Linked DNA regions of Mus musculus: region 2 is linked to region 1. Evidence: chromatin contacts called from public promoter capture Hi-C data. All regions are on one chromosome and are shown on one strand. The core of a region is the stretch at or near the end of the contact, and the rest is flanking DNA. Distances in the headings are between cores, read along the strand shown. Region 1 overlaps Gm52067 (a long non-coding RNA gene). Region 2 has its middle 130 kb from the start of A330102I10Rik.

Region 1 (6,278 bases), core at 2,452-4,951:
CGACTGCTCTTCTGAAGGTCCTGAGTTCAAGTCCCAGCAACCACATGGTGGCTCACAACCATCCTTAAGGAGATCTGACTGGTGTGTCTGAAGACAGCTGCAGTGTACTTACATATAATAAATAAATAAATATTTTTAAAAAAGAAAAAAAGACCAAGTAACATAAAAGCAGACCTAGTAGAGTAACACCTTCTAATGTTAGGTGACTTCTTAATGGAGACTTTAAAAGCCAGAAGGGCTCAGATGGATGTTCTACAAACTCAAAGAGACTAAAGATGACAGCCTAGACTACTGTACCCAGCAAAACTTTCACTCACAATAGATGGAGAAAATAAGACATTCTATGATAAAACCAAGTTAAGCAATATATCTCCCAAGTCCAGCCCTACAGAAGGTTCTAGAAGGTTCTCTAATATAAAGTGGTTATCCACACACAAGGAACAAATCAAAAGAGGGCAAACATTCCCTACTCCTCACACACAACAAAATAACAGAAATCAACAAATATTGCACATTGATATCTTTCAACATCAATGGTCTAAATTCTCAATAAAAGACACAGATGGATATATTGTATTAAAAACAGGATCCATCCTGCTGGCTGTATCTAAGAAACACACCTTAACATCAAGAATAGATATCACCTCTGGGTATAAGGATAGAAAAAGCTATTTCAAGCAAATGAATCCTACAAGGAAGCCATTTTAGTATCTGCCCAAAATAGACCTTAAACCAAAACAGGTCAGGATGGGGGCGGGGGGCAAGCAGACACTATATACTCATCAAAGGAAAGATCCACCACGAGGACATTGTAATTCTTAACATCAAACATAAGGGAACCCAAGGAACACTGGAGACTTCAATACCCCACTCTTGCCAACAGACAGGTCTTCCAGACAAAAACTAAACAGAAATTCTGGAGCTAAGTGATGTTATAAATGATATGGACATAACATATTTATAGAATATCTCACCCAAATACAAAATATACCTTCTTCTCAGCACCTCATGAAACTTTCTCTTAAACTGACCTTATACTGTACATAAAGCAAGTTTTAACAGATACAAGAAAATTGAAGTAATACCCTGGGTCCTACAATTTGGTTCTGACCATCAGGAATGAAAGCTGGATATCATCAACAGTATGTTAGTGACAGAGGGTATGTAGATAATTCTGCTCCTGAAAGTTGACTAAGACAGGTTACAGGACACTGTAGTAGAATATTTGAAATATTAAATATATTTACCAGAGGAATGCTAGTATGTTGTATACATCTATAAAAATTTATCAAGTGATATACTAAACATCAGGACTATTTTTTTTTTGAGAGTTTACAAGTTGTTTACTAAACTGGAGATATAGCCTTAATATACAAATGATTAGAGTCACTATTCTGTACAGTAGATCACTACAGTTTATCCCTCCTGAGACTTTGTACTTTTGAGCAACATCTCACCCTTCCTACACCTTCCTTCCTGTCCTGCTAACCACTGTTCAGCTCTCAACATCTATGAGCTACATTTGTTCAGAGTCCACATGTGAGATCATGTGATTTCTATGACTGGCTTATTTCACTTGACATTATTTCACTTGTCCTCCAGGTCCATCTATGTCATCAAGTGACATGATCCCCTTCTTTTTCAAGGCTGGACACTACTTCACTGTATCTGTGTACACATTGTCCTTATCCAGTCATGGGGAACAGATACCTAGGTTGCACTGTATCCTAGCTGCTAGGACTATTTATGTCCTTAGCATATATGTACCTCAACAAAAAGATAAAATGAATCAGAGAATGACGAAGATATTTTTAAAAGTATTGTTATCAGTTCACCTTCTGGTGCTGTAACAAAACATCTGGAGCTGGGTAAATCATAAAACAAAGAGGTCTCTTTTCAGCCTCTGGTGGAAACCTCTCAGTGAGGGAGATAATGCTAAAGCAGTCCCATGGTGAGATAGGAAGCCAGAGTACTGTAGGTCAACACTGTTCTTTGTTAACATTGCTCTCTCTCACCCGATCTAACGAGGAGGGTTATATGAACCCAGTGACCACATTACTTCCAACAAAGTGTTACCTCTAACAATCCCTCCATCCATTTACAGTGTCACAGTGTGGGCCAAGCTTTGAGGGTACACTTATGCCATGCCAAGGCCCTAAGAGACTCCTATTTCAATACTGCAGAGCAGGAACCAGCAAATATTTCCTGCATATGTTCTTGTCATCAGTCTTAATGTTTGCAAGCCATACTTTCATCACAATCTCTTAACTGGACCACTGTTGTGTAAAATTAGCCATATCCTACACATATAAATGAATGGCCATAGTTGTGTTCCAATACATGCCATTTACAAAATATAGGTAGATCATCTTTTCTCGCTTTAAAAAAACCTTAGCAAGGGTATTACCCTGTATTTAATTAAAATAAGAAAATAGAGTTATTATGATATATGTGGCAGTGGTAAGATCTCTTCAGCCCAATTATAGAGTAAGTGTTATTTGTTTTTTCTCAAAGGATCAGTGCAGGCCGATCTCAAATTCAGTGTCAGAGAATGACCTTGAACTCTTGATCTTCCTGCCTCCCAAGTGCTGAGTATGCAGGCATGTGCTGCCATGCTTGGCCTCTGTGACTGGTTTAAAGTGCTGTGTGTAAGTTGTCTTTGGAGCTTTGGGAAAAAACAAAACAAAACAAAACAAAACAAAACAAAAACAGACAGAGATACCAACAATCAGTCCAAAATACTCATGAATTTAAAGATGGGGTTTGTCAACACAGACTTCCCCAAGATTGAACTAGCAACTGTGAGACCAAAAAAATGAATGGAAGTTATCTAGGTGACAATTGGTAGGGAATGTGGAGGGGCCGGAGAACAAACCAAGCCTAGGAAAGAAAAATGAGCCCAGGCTGAAGAAAAAAAAGGTTGGCATGTGAAGGTCCTCATGCTAGAACACAATGAGATGGAGACATGAATCAAAATGGAATGGTACCCAGAGCCCAGGCAGATGGGCAGGAGGCATTTGGTTTCTTAAGACATCTGAGGAAGGGGTAGTCATGACTTTATTTTAAAACAAGTGAATGATACGACCTATTTGCTGCTTTTAAAATACCATTCCAAGTTCCAGTGTGGTGCTCGGTGAGCAAAGATGCCCAACAGCCTGATGTCAGGACCCAGAGCCTCTATGGTGGAAGGAGAGAACTGACTCCTAAAAGTTGTCCTCTGACCACCCAAGTGCCTTGCATGGACGAGTATGTCCATACCCATATATAATCACACACATCAACACATACACACAAAATAAAGAGATGAAAATGTAATATATTAGAAAGTTGCTCTAGCCTCTGTGCTGAGACTTCAAAGAGAGGGCAGTAATAGGGTAGGGGAATTCTTAGGAGACTGCCAGGCCAGCCAGCCTAGAAATGACTGACAGGAGAGTAGCAGAGGAGAGAAGTGGGTAGTTAACTGTATAGGACTCAGTGATGGACTCCTTTGGGCAGATAAGAAAAGGAAGACTTGCTATGAGTGGGAATGTTCCAAGTAATCATTCGGGAAACAGATCAACCGAGTTCACTGGAGATGCATCATTAGGTTGCCAAGCAACGGTGGGTCGGGGGATGTTGACTTTTCAATGATACCAATCAGTTCAGCTGTGTGTTTTCTCCTGCTGGAGCTAAGGCACTGGGAGGCCAGATGGTTGGGTTCATCTAGGGTTGGAGTTTGGTATGTTTGCCAGTGGGGAAAGAACAAGATGATTACTATGGTGTTTGCACAGGATTTGTACAGAGGGACTTCTACTTAGTGCCTAAAGCAACAGAGGTGCATGAGAAAGTGCGGGGTTGTGCCCCAGAGGTCCTAAGGAGGTGCAAGATGGTGGAAGAGTTGGAGCGGGAGTCACACAGCTTTGAGCATTTTTCAATCTTTTTAGACTGCTGGGGTCCAGAGTTCAACAAGCTAACATCTTCCTATCTGTTCATGATGGGTCACTGCAGGTGTTCGAAAGCTGCCCCAAATGACAGCACTTGAGGCAGACTGGAAGACTGACATCCAGGTGCTGAAATCTCAGGCACACAAGAGAGGTGGCAGCTGCTGACAGCAACAGGAAGAGGAAAGTGTGACCCAGTTGGGTGATGTGGATGTCAAAGGAGAAGGCGCTTTCAGGAGAGAAGAGAGTCTTCACATCTAAAAGTACCAGAACGGAGTGGGTGGTGGATGTAGTGAGCTGAGCTGAGAGCTGACAGGAAAGGGATTTCTGGCAGAGGATGCAGACAGACCCTGCATGACTTTTGGAAGAAGTGTCTCAGATTGCCTAACATTGAGGTCTGAAAGGTTTTACCTTTTCAATAATAAATATTGTTAGGGGAAATATTTTCACTGTAAAGCTGTCTTTTCATTTTTAAGCTGTATACAAATTCCAGTTCTTGGGATGCTGAGGCAGGTGGATATCTGTGAGTATGAGGCCAGCCTGGTCTAAAGAGTGAGTTCTAGGCTAGCCAGGATTATATAGTGAGGCCTTTTTACACACACACAAATTGATAATGAGAATAAACTATAAATTATTATACTCCGAGCTTTCCTGGGAATGATGGAAAGATTCTGGTATCTGATGGTAGTGGAGATTGCCTAATACTGTGTCGTTAAAGGATAGCACATTGCACACTGAAAGTAGTCACAGTGGGGCTTCCTCTGCTCAGCCTGCTGTGATGAATACATAGACTGAGTGGTTTATAAATGATGTAAATGTGGGGTTGGGATGATGGCTGAGTTGGTCCAGCGCTTGCCACACAAGCATTCCCAGACCATGTATATATATATATATGTGGAGCACTTGACTAGGCTACTTAGTCTACTTGTTGAGCTGCAGGCCAGTGGGAGACCCAGTCTCAAAACTAAAACCAAAACCCAAACCAAACCAAAACAACAAGGAAGAGAGTGCCCCACTATGTTGGTCCTTGACTTCAACGTACATGAATACATGTTCACACTCACCCCCAAACAAACGCATATTCACACGCAAACTCACTCACTCCAAGCCAACGAATCAAGCAACAAAACCAATAGAAATGTGCTTCTCACTGTTGTCATAGCAGATTCAGTGTCTGTTGAAGATCAGTTTCCTACTTTTTCCGTTTATCTCCGTAGGATGGACGGTTCCAAAGGTCAGCAGTTTGAATTTCTTCATCAAACTCCTCCCCTGGAGACTCAGGGATCTATGTAGAAGAGGAGTCAGGGAGACCGAGAGCCAGACTACAGGACTGACCCACATAAGACTGTGGCAGCGTAGTAAGATCTGCACAGGTTCAAGCCAGATAGGGCTCTAGCACTCTGGAAGCGGGGTGTGTGCATGGGGTGCCACCTCTAACCAAGATCATCTACAACTGATGCCCACTGGCAAAGGGGAAAAAAAAATCAGTTTTTCTCCTATGGAGTCTCACTGGCATATCAACCATACTTGAGGGCAGGACCCAGGCCCAGGAATTGTTGGCCAATGCAAACAAACTCAGCAGTAATTTTTGGACTTTTTCTTTAGTTTTGCTTTATATTTGGCTTTTTAAAGTTTATTTTATTGGTTTTTGGCTTGTTTTGATTTTCCTTTGTGTGTTTATGAATTTGTTTGTTAGCTTATTTCTTGTTTTGTTACTGTTATTGTTTACTTCTCCACCACCTCTCCCTCCTCCTCTCCCTCCTCTTCTCCTTCCTCCTCCCCCTCCTCTTCTCCTTCCTCCTCCCCCTCCTCCTTCTCTTCCTCCTCTTCCTTATTACTATTATTAATTGAAAGAAAGAAAAAGAACCTAAAGTTGTAGATCTGGAGGTAGAGAGGATCTGAGGGGAATTAGGGAAGGAGGAAAACGTGATCAAAATATAACATTAAAAAAAGTTTTTTCCAATTAAAGAATAAAAGGAATGAACTGGGCAGTGGTGGTGCACACCTTCAATTCCAGCACTGGGGAGGCAGAGGCAGGTGGATCTCTGTGAGGCCAGCCTGGTCTACAGAGTGAATGCTAGGACAACCAGGGCTACACAGAGAAAACCTGTCTTGAACACCCTACCACCACCACCAAAGGAATGTTCTGGTATCTCACTTTCCTGATCTCATGGCCTCCAAAGGTTACAACTTCTAGACTATCTCACTGGTGATTAGGGTTCGGAATAAGAATTTTGATGGGGCATCCTTACATAGACGATAGCAGATGGTAAACTAAGAAGTACTTTACTTTAGTTTTAATATATTATTATTATCATTACCACTACCTCTATCATCGTCACCACCACCACCACCGCC
Region 2 (6,278 bases), core at 2,213-4,712, 180 kb after region 1:
ACCTTTCCAGCCCCTTGTCCTGGTTTTTTTTTTTTTTTTTTTTTGTTTTTTTTTTTTTTGTTTTTTTTTTAAGATTTATTTATTTATTTATTTATTTATTTATTTATTTATTTATTTATTATATGTAAGTACACTGTAGCTGTCTTCAGATGCACCAGAAGAGGGCATCAGACCTCATTACAGATGGTTGTGAGCCACCATGTGGTTGCTGGGATTTGAACTTCGGACCTTCGGAAGAGCAGTCGGGTGCTCTTACCCACTGAGCCATCTCACCAGCCCATGTCCTGGTTTTTAATAGCTAAGATCCAGAAGCTTGGAAATCTATAGAAAGTATGATAGCATTCAAAACATGATGCACTAAAAAGTAATAATAATAATAAAAACAAGAGAGCCATATGTGCGTGTGCGGATAAGTCTCGTGTGATGGGGTTGTGAAGGCAGGATGATGCTCTATATGCTGGCAGGCCCTCAGCACCATCAGCATCCAAGCAATTGCTCATAGGTTTCTTTGCAGGCACTAGACAGAACCAAGTACTTTCTTCAATTTATCTTAAATCGTGAAAATTCAGAAGTGAAGTTTTATTATAATAATTTTATGACTGAGGAAACAGGTTTAGATAATTTTGGCTCTGATGAGTAACGGCTTGGCATATGAATCTAGGCCAGGGCCACACACTATGATAACTCCCCAAAGCTATGCCATATATTCTTTACAGAGTCATCTTTCCTAACATGGTAGGAAGTCACAGGCAGAAAGATACACTAATTTCAGTGGAGTGATTCCCTCTGAGGGGGAGGGAGAGGAAGGACGAAGGAGAGCAAGCATACTGTCTGGAGTGGCATCTCATTGAGAGCTTTGGAAAACAGCGGTGGCTAAATGACCACGCAGCATCAGAATGCCGGTGGATGGAGCATCTATTACATAAGTCTCTGTAGTTTCCTACACAGGGAAATAAATAAGACGTGACAAAGTTTCAGTGTCTCTCTTTTCTTGATGAGACATGGGTGGGAGACCAGTGAACGATGTCATTGTTTTGAAAAAGACTCTATTGAAATGATGGTGAGATGGCCCAGCAGCAGAGAGCATTTTTCATAGCCCTGATTACTTGAATTCAATTCCTAGGACCCCGTGCTAGAAGAAAATATATGAGTCTTGCAGGTTGACCTCCAACTTCCATATACATGTGTGTGTGTGAGTGTATAGATATAGATATATAGATATATAGATGATAGATAGGTAGATATGGATATAGTCTATGTGGATATTGTATACATATTGCTCCATTACTATAAAATATGCTCACACACACTATATATTTTTTCAAGGCAATTAACATATAAAGAGAAAAGGTTTAGAAGTCCTAGTCAGAATTTAGGCAACCCCATTGCTTTGGGCCTTATGGGGACCCCAGACAGAATGGCAGGGACTTAATGGCAAAGGTAACCACTTAGATCATGAACCAGGAAGGAGACAGAAAAGAAAAAGCAGAGAGAGAGGAATGCCCAGAATTTACCCTGCAAGCCATGCTGCTAAGTGTTCCCTTCTTTCCTTTCTCTTCATTTTGTATAGAGTCCCCTTCTGTCCTTGTCTCTGATATCTGGTGAAGTCAACCAACCTGGACATCATACAGAGCAAACTGAGGCTTAAATGAGGCAAAGAGGACTTTGGTCACATACAGCACCTTGTAGAGGAAGGGTTCATTGTGGCTAATGGCTTCAGGGTTCCGTCTACCACGGTGGGAAGGCTTGATAGCAGGGACAGGAGGCTGCTTGCTCAGAGTTAGGCGAATGACGGATGAGGCAGAGACTGGACGGGAACATCGGTGACTCACTTCCTCCGGCTTGGCACTACCTCTAGTAGTTCTAAAACCTACCAAAGCAGCTGACAACCAAGTATCCACAACTCACAGCCTGGAGGTAATGCTTCACACTCCAGCTGCAGTACCCTGCACGCTGCTGAGCCTGGCCCGAGTTAGTACAGGCCACTGCCACTTTCTGTGGCTCTGTCCTGCAGTCTTCAACTCAGATTGTGTTTTAATCTAGTGTTGGTTTGTTTGACTGAGTATAGTGTCTCATATTTGCTTTTCTTAATTAATTAACTAATTAGCTAATTAATTAATTAAGAACACCTGTCTCTTTATATAGCCCTGTGTCACTCTGTAGACTCTGTAGACTAGGCTGGGCTCTAACTCACAGAGATCAGACTGCCTCTGCCTCCGGAGAGGTGTGTGCTACACACCCACCTAATTTATTTCTAGATACACCTAGTTTCTGCAAAACGAGATTTCATTTGTTTCCCCTTCACCATTCTAAGCCCAACTAAGTGCCTCCAGCTTGGTTTGTGTCATCTCTCATTTGTTACCGCTAATCAGTTTTTTCCCCCAAGGGTGTCCTAAGATCCTTGGTGGAAACATACAGGGTCTCTGTCCTCTTCATTCTCATGTAGGCTTTTCAATACACCATCTAGATCCTCCCTGGTCGCTCCTAAGAACTAGAGGAGATAACCATTCTAACTTACAATGAGCTATCCAATTATAGCAGCCTTCCCTCCCCGCTCCCTGGCCACCAGAGACAGGTGGCTTTGCCCTTGATCAACCAACAACTGGAAACGAGCCATGGTGCCCTCGTGGAGGAAAAGGGAAGGCGTGCAGGCCTGTTCCCGCTGGAGTGAGTCCTCTGCTTCATTCTCAACAGCTTCTCCAGGTCTGGTATGGTTGTCCACAGCATTAGGAAGGGCTTGTGGTGGTCCTAAGAGAGACCAACTCTGCAGAGACAATGACTGAGCAATGGCTGGGGACACTGGGGAAGAATCAGGGAAGGCCAAAGTCAAAGATCACTAGTGACATCCTTTTTGCTTCAGGCCCTGTGTGAGCAGGACAATCCCAACACTGTGTCCTTTTGGGCTCTGTCACTCATAGCCCAGCTTTCTGGTAATGGATAGGATTGGATCTCACTTAGCACACTGGTCAGGGAGGGAGCAGCTCAGGGGTGATGTCCCAGGGGAAAGATCAGCTGTTTGAGCTCCCAAGGCTAGACTGTGCAGACAGTCTCAGAATGGAACCCCAAAGAGTCAAACTGTCACATAGCATGCCGTTTGTGGGTCTAGGATTCAGGATTTCCGATCTTGAGCTAGATTTCTTTGGTAATCACTCTCTGCCCAGTCAACTGGGCTTTTTAGAGCAGAGCTGAGGACCCAGATACCTCTTCTCATGTAAAGTAAAGGAAAAGGCACACGGCGTTTCAAGTCGTCAGCGCTGTGGCAGTGATCGGGACACTCTGTACTGGACTTTGAGATTCCTTCGTCAGCCTTTTCCCCTTAATGCCTCCAGCATGTCTTTCTCAGTATCGAACAAACAGCGGTTCTGCCGATGTCATGGATTTTGTCAATAGGAACTGAGACCGCCCCAGCTTTTTTTCTCATCGCTAACAGCTTTCTTAATTAACCTACTGAGAGAGTCAACAGCACAGTTCACTCTTCACTGTTTGCTCTCCAGCCTCGGCAGAGTCACCATGCTCTTTGAGAAGTACAGAACACTCGCCTGAGGTTGTTTTCCAAAAGGAACCAGGGTGGGCGGGGGAGGGGGTAAAACCCTCCCCACCACAGTATATTTGACTTAATTGCTAAAACTTCCTTCTGATTGTTTTGCCGGGAGTAATAGCCCTTCCTTAACTAATAACTTTAATTATAGCAACCACAAGTTATAAAAATGTACCCTTTCTCTTCACTTGGCTTGTTCCAGTAAACTTCTAAGGATGAAACCAAGAATCAGCAATTCAGCCTCTGGGATGACAGTAGATGAGAGGTAGGTCCTGAGCCACCAGTCGTGAGCTTCAAGCTTCCTCAGCCTGAGGGGTTGAAATCTTTCTCCTGGGATTTATTTCTAAAGTTGCCCAACACACAGGATGATTAAAAGCAAAACCAGGCTCCTGATAGCCAAAGAAAGTGACAAAGGTTCATTTGGGAGGCTGAGGCAGGTGGATTTCCTATGAGTTTGAGCTCATCCTGGCCTACATAGTGAGTGAGGTCTACACAGTGAAACCCACTCTCAAAATTAAAAAAAAAAAAAAAAAAGAAAGAAAAGAAAAGAAAAGAAAAGAAAAGAAAAGAAAAGGCAAACCCAAGAATGAATCAAAAGAAAGAACAAAGTGGAAGATTCTTCCTTTTCAGATTTAAGGCGGAAATGTAGATTTCTTAGTAAAACCAAAATCCTTCCATTTCCAAGGTTGACCAGAAATATGTAGCAATTGTAATATGTCTGTCTATCTATCTATCTATCTATCTATCTATCTATCTACACACACACACACACACACACACACACACACACATAGACAGAGACAGACAGAGACACAGAGTAACACACAGAGAGACACAGGGAAAGACACACAGAGAGAAACAGAGAGAGACAAAGACAGAGACAGAGATCACTTGGTAAAGTACCTGGCATACAAGCACAAAGACAGCTGTTGGATCCCTGGATAGATGTGGTGGTGCCCGCTAGGAATCTCAGTGCTAAAGATTCAGAGATGGGCAGATCCCTGTGACTCACTGACCAGCAACTTAGTCTAGTTGATGAGTTCCAGACCAGTCAAAATCTTTGTCTCAGAAAACAATGACGGTGTCTTCAGAAGAATAATACCTGGGGGTGTCTACATGCATGCACACACATATAGGTGCACCACCACCTTCATATATATTCCTCTAAACATCAGAATTTATCCAGATCTGGACCATCCTCTGGCTCCATCCCCACAACATTTCCACTTAATTGGGAAGAGAAGAAAATGTTCTCGCATTGCAGGCATTACATCAGTATTTCTGGTAAGGAATGAATATTGGTTGACAGTCACTCTGAGCTCAGTGAGAGCAAGAAATTACGTTTGTGCCCTACATCGACTACATCACTGGCAGTCAGTGAGGCTCCTTCTTATCTGTTACCCAGGCTTGTTTTCACCATGCTGCCTTGCAAAAGCTACTTTCTCTTTGAAATTTTGGATTCTACTCGCTCCAGGGATGTTGTGGGATCAATTGCCACCCAGTCCTCCTTGGTAGTAGCCAATGGTTGACCTTCTTCTTATCACTCAGGACAGAGAAAACAGAAAGGATTCTTTACTGAGCATGGTGATCATATATGGATGGGGATCACTGAGTAGTCAGGAGTGACTGATACTAATCCTTTGGGTCTTAAAGACAGAAGCCTTCCCTCTCCACAGACAACAGACATTGCCCCTGACAACGGATCATCTGAATCCCTGGATCCTGAATATTACATCTGACCAGAAACTGTATCTGTCTAATGGAACGATGACAGTGGAGGATTTGCTTCTGAGAGCAACAGTTCCTTGTTTTTGCTTTTGTGTCTTCTCATCTATTTACAATCGGAATTTTATAATTTATAGTTTTTAGTGAACATAGTTTGAATGAAACTGCTCACCCTGGAGGCAGGAAATGTTGAAATCGTCCTCTAGACTACTCAGTGGAGGACTGGAGTGGATGATTGTAGTAGTCTGTTCTTTAGTGTGATAACAAAATATCTTAGACTGGGTATTTATTGATTGAAGAGTTTTTCATATATATTATACAATATATACAGTTTTCCCTCCCTCATCTCTTCCAAGATCTCCCCCACCTCCCCACCCTTCCAACTCCATGCCTTTTTTTTTCTCTTTTTAGAAAACAAATAGACAAATTAAAAATCAAACAAGGCAGAATAAAACAAAATAAGCAAATAAAAAAGAAAAGAAAAAGCATAAGAAACTATACATATTCAGAGACAGTCTCTCTCTTTTTCTCTCTCTCATGCATGCGCGCGAGTGCGAGTACACACACACACACACACACACACACACACAACATACAACCCATAAAAACACAAAATTGGAAACCATAATATATAAGCAAAAGGTAAAAAATGCCCAAATAAAGCATTATGAGACTAATGTGCCATTTAGGCCATTTGAGTTGGCCATCTCCTGCTGGGCATGGGGTCTGTCCTTAACTGTAGTTTGCATCGCCCACAAGAATCCATTGGAGAAAGCTAATTTTTCCTTTGTGAGTGGTTGACACTTGGCAATAGCTTCTGGGTTAAGGATGAGAGCCTATATCTGCTTTCCTTTTCAGTACTGGGTCTTTTCATCTGGCTTGGACTTGTGCAGGTCCTGTGTGTGCTGTGTCATCTCTGTGAATTCGTATGTGTGTCACTAATGTGTGTTTAGAAGGTCGTTAGCATCCTGAGTATCAGCCCCTCCGGTTCTTCCAGTCTTTCTGCCTCCTTTCC

The links. Capture Hi-C pulls out chosen DNA fragments and counts their contacts.
Region 2: a promoter capture Hi-C map of pancreatic islet shows a contact between it and region 1, with 3 times the contacts expected there. The contact joins two enhancer-like sites. A contact is called at or near these places in 1 of 15 datasets of contacts at CTCF or cohesin (large pre-B cells), 18 of 484 Hi-C or Micro-C datasets (the AML12 cell line, the AtT-20 cell line, the N1E-115 cell line and 12 more), 3 of 115 datasets of contacts at active chromatin or transcription factors (a beta-TC-6 cell line, embryonic midbrain and epiblast stem cells) and 1 of 9 other capture datasets (pancreatic islet).

What each region holds. Positions count from the first base shown.
Region 1 is chr13:28,971,155-28,977,432 of GRCm38.p6, forward strand. It overlaps Gm52067 (a long non-coding RNA gene), which reads left to right. Exons shown (of 2, transcript XR_003950714.1): 2 at 3,988-4,363. Among named protein-coding and RNA genes, the nearest start is that of Gm46405, 14 kb to the left of the region's middle. Within about 2 kb of position 3,702, at least 15 of the 459 cell types and tissues checked have an H3K27ac peak or open chromatin away from gene starts, as enhancers often do. A contact at or near this core is called in pancreatic islet, where this site is marked.
Region 2 is chr13:29,147,004-29,153,281 of GRCm38.p6, forward strand. No RefSeq gene overlaps it. Among named protein-coding and RNA genes, the nearest start is that of A330102I10Rik, 130 kb to the left of the region's middle. Within about 2 kb of position 3,463, at least 10 of the 459 cell types and tissues checked have an H3K27ac peak or open chromatin away from gene starts, as enhancers often do. A contact at or near this core is called in pancreatic islet, where this site is marked.